Linked DNA regions of Sus scrofa: region 2 is linked to region 1. Evidence: chromatin contacts called from public Hi-C data. All regions are on one chromosome and are shown on one strand. The core of a region is the stretch at or near the end of the contact, and the rest is flanking DNA. Distances in the headings are between cores, read along the strand shown. Region 1 overlaps LOC100737821. Region 2 overlaps LOC100737821.

Region 1 (6,858 bases), core at 1,097-3,596:
TTGTATAAATTGCTTGTATATTCTAGAGATTAAGCCCTTGTCAGTTGCCTCATTTGACATTATTTTCTGCCATTCTGTAAGTTGTCTTTTTGTTTTCTTTTTGGTTTCCTTTGCTGTGCAAAAGCTTGTCAGTTTGATGAGGTCCCATGGGTTTATTTTTGCTCTTATTTCTGTTGCTTTGGGAGACTGACCTGAGAAAATATTCATGAGGTTGATGTCAGAGAGTGTTTTGCCTATGTTTTCTTCTAGGAGTTTGATGGTGTCCTGTCGTGTATTTAAGTCTTTCAGCCATTTTGAGTTTATTTTTGTGCATGGTGTGAGGGTGTGTTCTAGTTTCATTGATTTGCATGCAGCTGTCCAGTTTTCCCAGCAATTCTTGCTGAATAGACTTTCTTTTTCCCATTTTATGCTCTTGCCTCCTTTGTCAAAAATTAGTTGACCATAGGTGTCAGGATTTATTTCTGGGTTCTCTGTTCTGTTCCTTTGGTCTGTATGTTTGTTTTGGTACCAGTACCACACTGTTTTGATGATGGTGGCTTTGTAATACTGCTTGAAGTTTGGAAGAGTTATACCTCCTGCTTAGTTTTTGTTTCTCAGGATTGCTTTGGCGATTCTGGGTCTTTTGTGGTTCCATATAAATTTTTGGATTGTTTGTTCTAGTTCTGTGAAAAATGTCATGGGTAATTTGATAGGGATTGCATTGAATCTGTAGATTGCTTTGGGTAGTATGACCATTTTTACAATATTAATTTTTCCAATCAAGGAACATGGAATATCTTTCCATTTCTTTATGTCTTCTTTAATTTCCTTGATTAGTGTTTTATAGTTCTCAGCATGTAAGTCCTTTACCTCCTTGGTCAGTGTATTCCCAGGTATTTGATTTTTTGGGGTGCAATTTTAAAAGATATTGTATTTTTGTATTCCTTTTCTAATATTTCATTGTTAGTATACACAAATGCCATGATTAAGAGAGAGAACTGGGATTAGAATTCAAGGAGTTAGTTCCAGGGCTTAGGTAACCACTAAAAAGAACCTCTTCTCAGTGCCATGGTTCCTGCTCTGCAAAGCTCACTGGAAGAGAGATACACGTAAATAGGCTCCATTTTGCAGTGAGACAAAGTTAGGGCAGCTCATATTACTATAGGGGGTTGGGGAGGGCTTCCTGGAAGAAGTGGCCTTTGAACTGAGTGAAGGAGAGTGAAATATTAGTGCTGGAAGCTGATGAAGGCAGAGGTGGGAGAGAGTGTGTATGTGTGTGTGTATGTGTGTATACTCTCCTGGGGAAGGGCATTCCAGGCAGAGGGAACAGCATGTGTAGGCCTGGACAGAGCAGAGCATTTTCTGGGCATTCTGAGCAACCCAGTATTTTGGAAGGTGGAATTTAGGGACGGGTGGTTAGAAAAGAAGCCAGGAACAGTGCCTGACATTTGGCTGCCATTATTATTTGATATATGAATGAACAAAAGCTTTTAGTGTTACAAATGCAATCATAAGACAAGCTCTTAGTTAACTGGAATGCTTAAGGCATTGTCCTTTGTAATTAGGAGGACTGGTTTCGAGCTTTGCTCCTGAATATGTGAGGAAATGTGTGATTCTAACTTCTTGTTATCAATTAACACAGTTTAGCAAGCCCAGTTGAGGCTTTCAGGTATCCTAGGTAAGCCTTCAAATGTTATAGGTCAGTACCTATTACTAGGTCATTACCTCCTATAGGTCATTACTGGAGCTGTTAGTGCTGCCGGTTGAGAAATTTAAATAAATTTATTCCCTCCAGGACACATGCGGTATAATGTGGTTATTTACACTTAGGATTGATTTGTTTTCAGTTAAGATGGAACTATTATGAATTAATTTTTTTTATTGATTCAAACTCATTCATTAGCATCAGGAACAGACAGGACTTTTGGCTCCTTATGCGGAGTCAGCAGTCGCTAGAATGTGGTTTTGTTAGACAGAGGTTAAGGAAGAGAGAAATATGAGCCTGGCAAATGAAGTAGTTAGCAGTGCCTTAATTCTTACCATGGTGGTTTTTTGGCCTTGTCTGGTTGGGATATTGTAGTCATGATGCTAAGAATAAGGTCACCACATGGATCTGCTTTAACCCATGTTCAGGGCTAAGTCCACAAATGCTGCTCCTCCCCGGGGAGCATGGGGATGATTCATAGCTAACTCCTCAAAGCAGTTCAAAGCGGGAGGTCTAACATACTCCAATGGCAGTGGCTCTGTAGCTTCCTCTTTGCACATCAAATATTTATTGGGAACACTAATAGGTATAGCAAGGGGTCTGGTGAGCAGAATTTCCTGAGCCCCAGAGAGAACTGGTGTGCCCTTGTGTGCCGGTGCTGTCCCTTTCCATTGGACAACCTCTAGCCTTTGTGGCCACAGCAGGGGGTGGTTAAGTCAAGAAGGGAAGGACTAGGGATTCCCTTCTGGCTTCAGGGAGAGTTTTCTTTATTCCAAGCCAGGACTCATTTTAGTCCTGGGGATGGGGTTGAGGGTATTCAGGGGCGATAACAAGTCCCATCTGGCTGCTTAACCAGTGGAAAGTTGCTAGTGGGGAGAGAGATGTGTTTTTGCCATCTTGAATTCAGACTCATGGGATGTTTTTCCTACAGGATCCATGCTGTAAATGATATTTAGGTTTTTGAGGTAGCCCACGAAACTGTATTTGCCTCAAATGTTAACATGGATCTGAAGATGAAATGTGTTTTGGGTTATATTATGGTTCTATAAAAGGCAATATTTTTCAACCTTTTTCCCCCTGCAGTGGAACTGTTCCTTCAGATGAATGTACATGGAAGTGCAGTATTTATAACAGATAAATGCAGAACTACTCTGGTTGAAGAAGAAGTCAGCCTCATGGTTGCTAAGTCTTGATCCCATTCTTTCCTGTGATGGGGCGTTGTCCGCCTTTACCTCTGCTTTGTGAGGAGGATGGGTGGATACACATCTTAAGGTCAGAAGGGATAATGGAAGGGAATAAACTTAGCAACAGGGAAAAAAAAAAGGGGGGGGAAACCAGTGGTTCTAAAAACTAGTCTGTGGATCACTGTGGTCTGGGCATAGAAGAATCACTTGGGAAATGTAAAACAGATGAATTAAAAAAACAAAAACGAATACAAAACGATCTGGGGCCATTCCTCAAAATTCCAATTCACTTGCCCTTAAGTAGGTCATAGAATCTGTACATTAAAAACCTGTTCTGGGAGTTCCTGTCATGGCTCAGTAGTTAATGAGCCTGACGAGCATCCATGAGGACGCAGGTTTGATTCCTGGCCTCACTCAGTGAGTTAAGGATCGGGCATTGCCGTGAGCTGTGGTGTAAGTTGCAGACCCGGCTGGGATCCTGTGTTGCTGTGGCTGTGGCTGTTGCCGGCAGCTACAGCTGATTTGACCCCTAGCCTGGGAACTTCCTTCCGTATGCCTCGGATGCAGCCGTAAAAAGCAAACAAACAAAAAAACCTGCTCTGGAGAACCGGGGTATTTGGAAACCTGGATACTATTCTGCCTTCAGCTCCTGGCTGCCTCCTATGGCAGAAGGTGTCTCTCTCAACGCAGGGAAGGAGGCAGATCTGGATATGACGAGAGGATCCCAAGGAGGGACAGGAGTTTCTTCTCTGCTTTAGGTTTGCGCCCTACATTCTGGCTTCTTGTTTGAAAATCTGTCCCATTGCCACTGATTACCATGAGAAGTCTTCACAACCTTCTCCACACAGGGCTGTGGCCTCACCCTCTGGCTTTAATGGAAAAAAACACAACAGAATAAAATGCGTTTAACCAAAGTGAAACCACTGATGGCAGCTGAGGGATTGTTTTCTTATTACTCATCTGGGGACTGTTTCCCTGATGTCTAAGTTTTTTTGCTTTTTGTTTTTTTTTTTCTTTAGAAATGTGCTCTAAGTCTAAGGATCCATTTAAAGGAAGAATCACAGCCACTAAACTTCCTGGAAAGAACCATTAAGACGTTGTGTGGCTCTGTGTTTTGTTAATGTTGACAAGATGATCCTCCTGATCCTGGGTTGTTCCAGAGTCAGGCAAAAGGAAGCCCAAAAGGTGGCTCTGAGGAGAATGTGAGGAATTATTGAGTCCAGCAGCTCCTCCTATTGGGCCCTTGATGCCTGCAGAGCCCTGGGACTTCCTGGAGTAATTATAGGACATGGAAAGACCAGCAGTTTTCTGCGCTGCCTAAGCTAAGAAAGCTTTGTGTGGAAGCATAGTTTTTAAAGTTTCATTTTAACAAAGTAACAGGCTCATCCTCATCCTTGACTGCTTTAGTTTTCCAAGGAGCCTCCTAAGAGTTGGCCAGTTTTCAATAGGAAGACAGTGCTGGCCCTTCCTTACTATAGATGGTGTTTCCAGAAGGGCTGATGGGTGTCTGTACCCTTTCCATGTTCTACTCAGGCAGTCCGGTGATATAGAGCCTGGAATGGGCTCTAGAGTAGACTCCTCCTTGGGGTGGCCTTAACTCTCAGCCTAAACCCATGACCTTGATTGCATGATCAGTCAGGAACCAGCCCCAAGCCAGGTGATAAAATCCTAGTTCCCTGACTTACTTGACCTTTTTTTATTTTCCCCTTCCCCCCTCTCTGTCTTCCTCTTTGAATTCTTTCTGTATTCTTCTGTGGAGGGAGCCTGTGTTCAAGTCCTGTCACTTGCTGGCTGTGTGACTTTTAAGTAAGTCCTTTAACCTTGCTGGCTGTGTGACTTTAGATAAGTCCTTTAACTTCATAAAGCCTCAGCTTTCTCATCTTTAAGTTGGAATTACAATAGTGCCAGTCTCATAGGGTACATAAGAAGTCAGGACTGGTTATGTAATTTGTGGGGCACAGTGCAAAATGAAAATGTGGGGCCTCTTGTTTAAAAGTTAAGAATTTCAAAACGGTGATAGCAGAGCATTACACCAAGTGCTGGCCCTTCTAAGCATAAGACCGTGTGTCACCTCGAAGGTCACACACCCATGATGCATGGATGGAATCAATGAGATAAGAAGTTTTACTGTTACTGGTACTATTTTTATGTCTCGCACTTCCTTTTTGTGCTCTATAGCTAAATATGCCCTGCTCCATCAAAACACACACCCATGTATTATTTAATTGTTCCTAGGGTCCCTTAAGTCTATGGACTTTTTTTTTTTAATTTCTTGCTTGATCCCAATGACAGAAATCACTAGGTGTAAGGAAAATCATTCAGAATGTCTCCATTTATATATTCTACGTTTTCTTTGATCCTTTTCCATGTTTATATCTGGGTTTGATTATACCGGTTCATTTTGTATTCTCTTGATTTCCGTGTTGTTCCATAGTTTTCCTAATTTAGTTTTTAAAATAAAATCACTTTAAAAATTAATGAAATGTCTGTTCAGTGTTCACACTTAAAACGTGGGTTCTAGGTCCTAAAGGAGACAGAGGCTAGGGAGGGAGGAAACTAGAAAAAACCAAGAACTGGAGAGAAAGACACAGGGAAGATTTCAAAGGGTTCAGTGTTTTTGGTGAGTGCGGTTTGGGGTCCTAGATGAGTGGAGAGCATACTGGTTAACAGTGATGATAATAATAGCTAACGTGTTGTGCTGAGTACTTTATGGAGCTCATTCCATTTGATCTTTGCAATGACTTAAGACAATAGAAGTGACCGGTATCACACAAGAGGGTACAGTAAACAGAAGAGGAGTCTAAGGCCTTGGGAAGTTAAGTAGCTTGCCATACTATTGGTCATATGACTGATAAGTGTTGGATCAAAATTGCAGCTACTCAGGCAGGTTACTGTAGAACTGGTACACTTGAGTGCTTTGTGCTTTGTTGTTATGGCTATTATTGCGACTGAATTATTTTAAAGCAAGTTCCAGTCCTTGTAGCATTTGGCCCCTTCATACTTTATTATACATTTCTAGAAAATATGGATATTTTCTTATGTAACTGTAGTACCATCATGATACCTAACAAAATTAGCTGTTAATTCCTTAATATTACATATAATCTAATCATATTCAGATTTCCTTGATTATTTCAAAAATGTCTTTCTTTTTTAATTTTTTATTATTTTTATTATTTTTATTTATTTTTTGTCTTTTTTGCTGTTTCTTGGGCTGCTTCCATTGGTATCCGAGCCTCGTCTGCAACCTACACCACAGCTCACGGCAGTGCCGGATCCTTAACCCACTGGCAAGACCAGGGATTGAACCTGCAACCTCATGGTTCCTAGTCAGATTTGTTAACCACTGAGCCACGATGGGAACTCCAAAAATGTCTTTCTTTAATCTTGATTCATACACATCAGGATGCAAATAATGATCTACACATTGCAATGCTTGTTACATCTCTTAACATCATTTTAATCTACAGTAGACTCACCTTTTTAAAAAAGTCATGTTGTTGAGAAAAACCCGGTCCACTGTCCCATAGAAGTATCCAATCTGAATTTGTCTGTTTGCTTCTCCACGATGTCATTTAACTTGTAGAACCTGTAATTCCTACACTGTATGTTGCCTCCTTTGGATATGTTGTTCTGGGTTGTACAAAGCAAATCTTTCGTTGTCTCTTTGAAAGATAACAGGAAAGATTTAATTTATTTCTCAGTGCTTTTGCTTTGGATTTTTGGATTTGTTTTTAAATATCAGCCTTGTATTTCCCTTACGGATGAACCATCATTTACTTCACTATTTTTTTTTCTCTGCTGTTTTATGCTTTGTTTATAGTTTTTTTCCCCTTCTTTAGATATGCTTCGGTGAACATCTTTGCAAATGTAATACTTTTTATCATTTCATTAAAATAAGCACCCATATGTGAAGTTAGCATGTCAAAAGTTATGATCATTTTAGTGGATCTTGAAATATATGAAAATACTTTCCACAGCAATGCTTTT
Region 2 (6,858 bases), core at 2,336-4,835, 290 kb after region 1:
TTGGGGATCCAGCATTGCCATGAGCTGTAGTGTAGGTTGCAGATGTGGCTTGGATCCTGCGTTGCTGTGGCTGTGATGTAAGCTTGCAGCTATAGCTCTGATTTGACCCCTAGCCTGGGAACTTCCACATGCCGTGGGTTCTGCCCTAAAAAGCAAAAAAAAAAAAAAAGGCAAGCAAAAGACTAGAAAGGAATCTATAAAAATGGCAATCGCTAGTGTAACAGGGTAGTGGTGGGATGGGGCTGTGTGGTCTATAATGTCATATGAAGGTGTGAAGTCCAGAGGAGAAAGCCATTTTCAATGGCTGGTTGAGGAATTCTTCAGGAAATAACTGTCTTTTAAAACTTAAGCTCCGTAAAGAGCTGTTTTGTGAAAAGATCTTTTTTTATGGTTCCTTCCTGATGGTGCAAGAATGAAACAAAAAGAACAAATTGCTTTGCAGAATAAAGAAAGAATTTTTTTTTTTTTTTGGTCTTTTTGGGACCGCATATGGAGGTTCCCAGACTAGGGGTCTAATCAGAGTTGTAACCACAGCCACAGCAATGCAGGATCCGGGCCACATCTGTGACCTACACCACAGCTCACAGCAATGCCAGATCTTTAACCCACTGAGCGAGGCTAGGGATCGAACCTGCAACCTCATGGTTCCTAGTCGGATTCGTTAACCACTGAGCCATGACAGGAACTCCTAGAATAAAGAAAGAATTTTGAGGAAGGAGGTGAGGAGCCCAGGAATAAAGAGAAACTGGGAAAGAGGTGAGAGGAGGAGGCAGAAAGAGGGGATTCTGGAGGTGAAAGGGGGATGGGACCTGGAGCAGGAGAGAGCCAGGGAGACTCTCCCGGGGATGGGCACCACTAAGAGGCTTTGAAACACAGGAAAGGCTACCATTCAGCTTTACATGGTTTGCTGTTCATGACAGCTGAATCACCAGTAAAAACTCCCTCCCACACCACTCCCTGCTGGGAATATCAAAGGAAAGGACCAACCACCTCTAGTGTGAGACACAGAGGTAAGGGAACAGGTGAAACGGGCCAGGTAAGCAGGCCAAGACTTCAATGCAGCCAAGTCATCCAATAGAGACAGAATACATGCATTCCCAGAGGGCAGGGAAGGACACTGGCTTTCCTCTTGCACATAGGATGGCTAGTCAAGCTATTTTCTTTTTCTTTTCCTTTTTCTTTTTGCGTTTTAGGGCTGCACCCATAGCATATGGAAATCCCCAGGCTAGCGGTTGAAATGGAGCTGCAGTTGCCAACCCACACCACAGCCACAGCAACTCGGGATCCTAGCTGCGTCTGTGACCTACACCACAGCGCACAGCAATGCAGGATCCCTAACCCTCTGGCAAGGCCAGGGATCGAACCCACATCCTCATGGATACTAGTCAGATTCGTTTCTGCTACACCCCTGCGGGAACTCTCATTCAAGTTATTTTCATTTAAGTACAAGTGCTCACCCTCAGGGATATGAGAGTCAAGGGAACAACCCGATGCCCCCCAAATCCCTGATCTTTGTTCATTGAGCAGGATTAAAACTTAAATCCTTTTGTGAAGACAGGGGCTGAATGTACTTGTTCTGAGGCTCTCAGAGGTGGTTAAGAATAAAATTATTAAGTCACATTGGAAAAAGAAAATCATATTCACCAGATCTCTTCTTGAAGAGTGTTCTCCAGGGTCAGAAGGAATTATTTGGTATGCCCTTTGGAATAGTATCAAGGGCTAACATTTACTGAGTACTTTGTTATATGGAAGACCCTCTTCTGAGTCTTTTTCTTTTTCTTTTTTTTTTTTTGTCTTTTTGCCTTTTCTAGGGTTGCTCCCGCAGCATATGGAGGTTCCCAGGCTAGGGGTCCAATCGGAGCTGTAGCCACCGGCCTATGCCAGAGCCACAGCAATGCTGGATCCAAGCTGCTTCTGCAACCTACACCAGAGCTCACGGCAACACCGGATCCTTAACCCACTGAGCAAGGCCAGGGACCGAACCCACAACCTCGTGGTTCCTAGTCGGATTCGTCAACCACTGCGCCACGACGGGAACTCCCTCTTCTGAGTCTTTTGCAAGTATTGAATCATTTAATTTTCACTAGAACCCTAGGAAGCAGATATTATTATTGTTCTTAGTAGTAGTAGTACTCTATAGATAAGAAAATCCAGGCACATAGAGGTTGGATAATTTACCCAAAGGCACAAAATTAGTGAGTGTTGGAGTTGGGATTTTATCCCAGGAAGTTGAGAAACCACTAGGGGCAGAAGGCTGTTTGTACTACCAGCTTCCAGGGGGGTATGGCCAGGGATGCTCAGTATCCTACAATGCATGGGACGGCCCTCACCACAAAGAATGATCAGGTCCAAAGTGCCATTAGTGCTGAGATTGAGCATAACCCACACTACACCTGGTATTGGAGCTTCCCCCCCCGCCCCCCCACCCACACACAAGCAATGCTATTGGTGTTATGCTTCCTTCTAAGGAGGTGGGTCTGGTTAACGGCAGGAATTTTGTTTTACTGAGAGGGCTGTGCAAATTAGGAGCCAGAGCCAAAGTGTTTAGGTCAATAAAGGAGCATGTGAGCACTTCGTGATGGAAGGGTGGCAGTGGAGAGAGGCTGCTCATGATGGTGGGAGAGGGGGTGATGGAGAAGGACCACATACATCCAGTGAAGATGTTTGGACAGCTTTGCTGGAAGGGGCGTGTGTAGCCCCTCTTGTAGTTCTCCAGCGACACTTGGTTAATCTGCGTTGCTTGATAATGTTTTGCATAATGGATTTTCCCTTGGAGGGAATACAAAGAGATGCAGAAGTATATGCCCTCCCCGCCCCATACACATATCACAGAATAGAAACAGGCTGCTTGCTCATGGGGGTTGTGAAAGTACGTGTCTCAGTCACTCCACAGCCTCCTGGAAAGGATGAAGATACCACATTGTCTGCATCCATAGCGCCAGCTGCAACACTCTGGCTAAGTTCTTTCACTCCCAAGTCATAGCTACAAGCGGATGACTCCTGAATGGGTATCTCCAGGCCAGACCTCGCTTTCGAGCTGCAGACCTGTTTATCCACCTTCTTCCTGGTGTCTCTACCCACTTCCCAGAAATCAGCATTTTCGAAACCGAACTCATGAACTGTCCTCTTTGTCCACCCGATTCCCACCTTCCTAGCTGTTGGAATTACCCTGCAGTGGTTGCTCAGCCAACAGTCATCAGAGCCCCCATCTCTGTCTCCAGGCACCTTCCCCAGCCAATCGCCAAATCTCTCTGCAAAGTACCTCTGGACCGTGACCCCCTTTTCCATCCACAAATCCCATGAATATGTGTCTGCTGCTGTCATGAATATTCAGGAGTGAAGTGGAAAGGTTAAAACACAGTTTCTCCAAATCAGTATCTTGGGCTTTTTCTGCCTCTAGCTTTATAAATGACCCAGAAAAAAAAGAACAAATGTAAATTCATGGTGAGTGCTGATGATACAGAATCATGTGGCAAGCTGGGGCCAGGGGCAAAGAGCAGGAAAGATTCATCATGACTTAGATCAGCTCAGCAACCGAGCTGACACATGGCCAATTAAGTGTGTTCATGGGAAGCACGAAAGAAGTCTGCAGTGAGGCTCACAGGAAGAAGGCAGGCGTGGACGAGCTGATTCAGAACCCGATGCCATCACCTCACCCGGAGAGGGAAATCTCAGCTTCGAAAACATGAACAGATAGGGTTGAAAAGGAAGCTTACATCCACCAATCTCAAGCAAGGATACCCGTCTCCCACCCTGTCCTTTCTAATATCAGGACAGGCATAATATGTTTTTCTGTTTTTGGGGGGGTTGGTTTTTTTTGTTTGTTTGTTTGTTTCCCCAAGGATTTCCTTTTCTCAGCCCTGGGTAGATGTGTTATTTTGGGGGAAGCTGAGTCCTCTAGACCTGTGAACTAAGAATTGTGGATTTTATGGAGCTAACAAGGATTTAGAGGCCACCAGAGCTAGGGTTCCCAAAAGTGAATTATAAACTTCTGGGGAACCTGGGAGCTGTTGTAAGAGATGTTTGAACCTGCATTGATACTATACCTGTCTGTGGACTGAATCAGCTGGGCAGGCTCAGTCTTTTGGGGCTGCAGATCTACCCTTATGTAGTTCAAGGTGGGTTTTAGACATCTATGAGCCTTTTGAAACTGAACAAAGTATTTTCATATGTATGTACCTTTGACAGTTTCCCTGGGGAAAAGGACTTTTGCATTTCAGAGGAAACTTCCTATCTGAGGACATGCAATGCATGACTCCTTTTTTCTTTTCTTTTTTTTTTTTTTGTCTTTTTGCCTTTTCTAGGGCTGCTCCAGCCTATGCCAGCGCCACAGCACCGTGGGATCTGAGCCGTGTCTGCGACCCACACCACAGCTCACAGCAATGCCAGATTCTTAACCCGCTGAGCAAGGCCAGGGATTGAACCCGCAACCTCATGGTTCCCAGTCAAGTTTGTTAACCACTGCGCCACGATGGGAACTCCCAATGCATGACTCTTTTTAAAATATATTTGATTCTGTTGTGGATAATAAACTACAAATTCATTTAAAGCACTGGAGGGAGAGAAAATGCCCAGGAGATCCCTAGTCTGGCGCTTCCTCTCCTCCAGAGAGTGAAACGCGTTAGCTTCTGACTAGTCTTCTCTGCTAAGGGTTTGGCACCTTGAATCATGTTCCCTCCAGACCAGCAGTGAAGCTTGGAGGTGAATGCTTGGCTCACAGATTCTTTCCTCGGCAAGAAGGTAGTTTCTTTCTCTTCCTTGTATCCCCTTTATCCTGTGGGGTCTCATTCAGAAGTTACATGAGCTCTCCAGCGTCCTCTAGCGGTGGCCCTTTCTGTCCCTGAACTCCTCCACTGTTTCTTCCTCCGTGGCCGGCAGCAATAAGGCAACATTTCCACTTGCAAAATCCCCTTCGTGCACATGACAGCAGATGGGCTCGCTCGGCTTCTTAGCAACGCGGCCACCTGGGTGTTGACAACTTCCTGCTCTTCACTGGTGAGCTTACACATATTCCTTCCTTACACAAACCAACAAAAAAATCCCATCATTTGCCCAGAAAGCTGCCAGTACATGTGTTGGTTCCATCGTGGCCACGTGGCTGAGGACACTCAGTGTAACACGGCTCCCCCGCCCCAGAAGCCCTGACTCATTATATTGTCTCCAGAGACCTCTTACCCCAAACTAAGCATAATGGAATGACAGCCCTGCAGCCTCTGAGCATGAGGGGCATTCCATTTGATTCATGGTTTGCCTGGAGGGCTGAGGGGCCGGGAGGGCAGGGGGTTAATTCACTCAGCCTGCTTAGGTTCAAATCCCTCTACACGAAGAAATGGACTGGCTGGGTCGCAGTCAATTTAGCATTTCAACAGACAGCTGCCCACCCCACCAACGCCTCCCGGCTTCATAGGATGCATAGCTAGAGAGAACAAGGTGGAACTGGGGGGAGGCTAGAGCAGTGGAGAACCTCATAGTCAAACTCTGCTCCTGGACTAACGTGCTTTTATACACTTTTATTATTTTTATTAAAGTATAGTTGATTTACAATGTTGTGCCAATTTCTGCTGTACAGCAAAGTGATCCAGATATATATATATATATATATATATATATATATATACACACACACACACATTCTTTTTCTCACACTATCTTCCATCATGTTCTATCCCATGAGATTGGATATAGTTCTCTGTGCTATACAATAGGAACTCATTGCCATTCTATAGGAATTTCTTTCTTTCTTTCTTTTTTTTTTTTTTTTTTTGGTCTTTTCAGGGTTGTACCCACAGTATATGGAAGTTCCCAAGCTAGGGGTCTCATCGGAGCTGTAGCCACCAGCCTATACCACAGCCACAGCAATATCAGATCCTTAACCCACTGAGTGAGGCCAGGAATGGAACCTGCAACCTCATCGTTCCTGGTCGGATTCGTTTCCTCTGCGCCACCATCATTGCCATTCTAAATGTAATAGATTGCATCTACCAACCCCAAATGCTTTTGGGAGGAAGGAAGGAAGGAAGGAAGAAAGAAATCATTCTTCTAAGGAGCTCTCCTACAAATCTGGCCACTCCATCGCATAGGTGGGTCCTGTCCACCCAAGTACAAACTGACCTGGCTGAAGACCCAGCTCTTTATGACAGAAATTCTCTTATGTCATCAAAAGGGGAAAATGCCCTTTGTGTCTCTAAGCCTGGTTGCAGTCAATCTGAATATAGTCAAGGGACAGCTTGAAGGAGGATTTGCGGGGGGCGGGGGTAGTGAAAAGATTCTACAGCAGAAAAAAGAATCAGGACACATGGGTATCACTGTACCGAAGGCAAGAGAGCCTAGCAGTTACAAAAGCAGGGCTAGAGCCAGACCGCCTGGTGTAAATCCTGCCTCTGCTGCTAACTGTGTGGATTTGGGCATGTTTATTGGTACCTCTGAGCTTCCATTCCCTCCCTTATAGGAGAAAGGTTAACAGGATTTCCTAACTCAGGAGAGTGTTGTGAGGATTAAATTGTAAATGCTTATAAAGTGTTCAGTGTATGACGGACATGTAGTAGAGACATAATATCTAGCAGCCACTATTGATGGCAGTTTGGTACAGTCATAATTTATCAAGAGGACCGAATGAGGAGAAAGTAAGGACCCACCTGGCCTTTGACTTCGTTTCCTGTAGCCCCTTGTTTCTCTCTTGATTCCTTTGGCCTCTTTTTGTGGCAGTCTCCCTGTCCCACTCCCCTCCTTCACACCCCTCCACCACCACCTCCACCGACGCTCTGGCAAGAACAAAATGGGCCTAGAATAAAGCACATTTGTAAGTTGATTTTTATTTTATTTTATTTTATTTTAATTTTTTGGTCTTTTTGCCATTTT

Evidence for each region. A called contact is a pair of places that touch in the nucleus more often than the background predicts.
Region 2: a Hi-C map of fibroblasts shows a contact between it and region 1, with 1.7 times the contacts expected there. The contact joins two enhancer-like sites. A contact is called at or near these places in 2 of 47 Hi-C or Micro-C datasets (embryonic fibroblasts and fibroblasts).

Annotation. Positions count from the first base shown.
Region 1 is chr2:28,537,420-28,544,277 of Sscrofa11.1, forward strand. The region is part of intron 1 of LOC100737821; the gene reads left to right. Among named protein-coding and RNA genes, the nearest start is that of WT1, 130 kb to the left of the region's middle. Within about 2 kb of position 2,347, at least 9 of the 83 cell types and tissues checked have an H3K27ac peak or open chromatin away from gene starts, as enhancers often do. A contact at or near this core is called in embryonic fibroblasts, where this site is marked.
Region 2 is chr2:28,822,881-28,829,738 of Sscrofa11.1, forward strand. It overlaps LOC100737821, which reads left to right. Exons shown (of 11, transcript XM_021083225.1): 11 at 4,305-5,544. Among named protein-coding and RNA genes, the nearest start is that of RCN1, 110 kb to the left of the region's middle. Within about 2 kb of position 3,586, at least 5 of the 83 cell types and tissues checked have an H3K27ac peak or open chromatin away from gene starts, as enhancers often do. A contact at or near this core is called in embryonic fibroblasts, where this site is marked.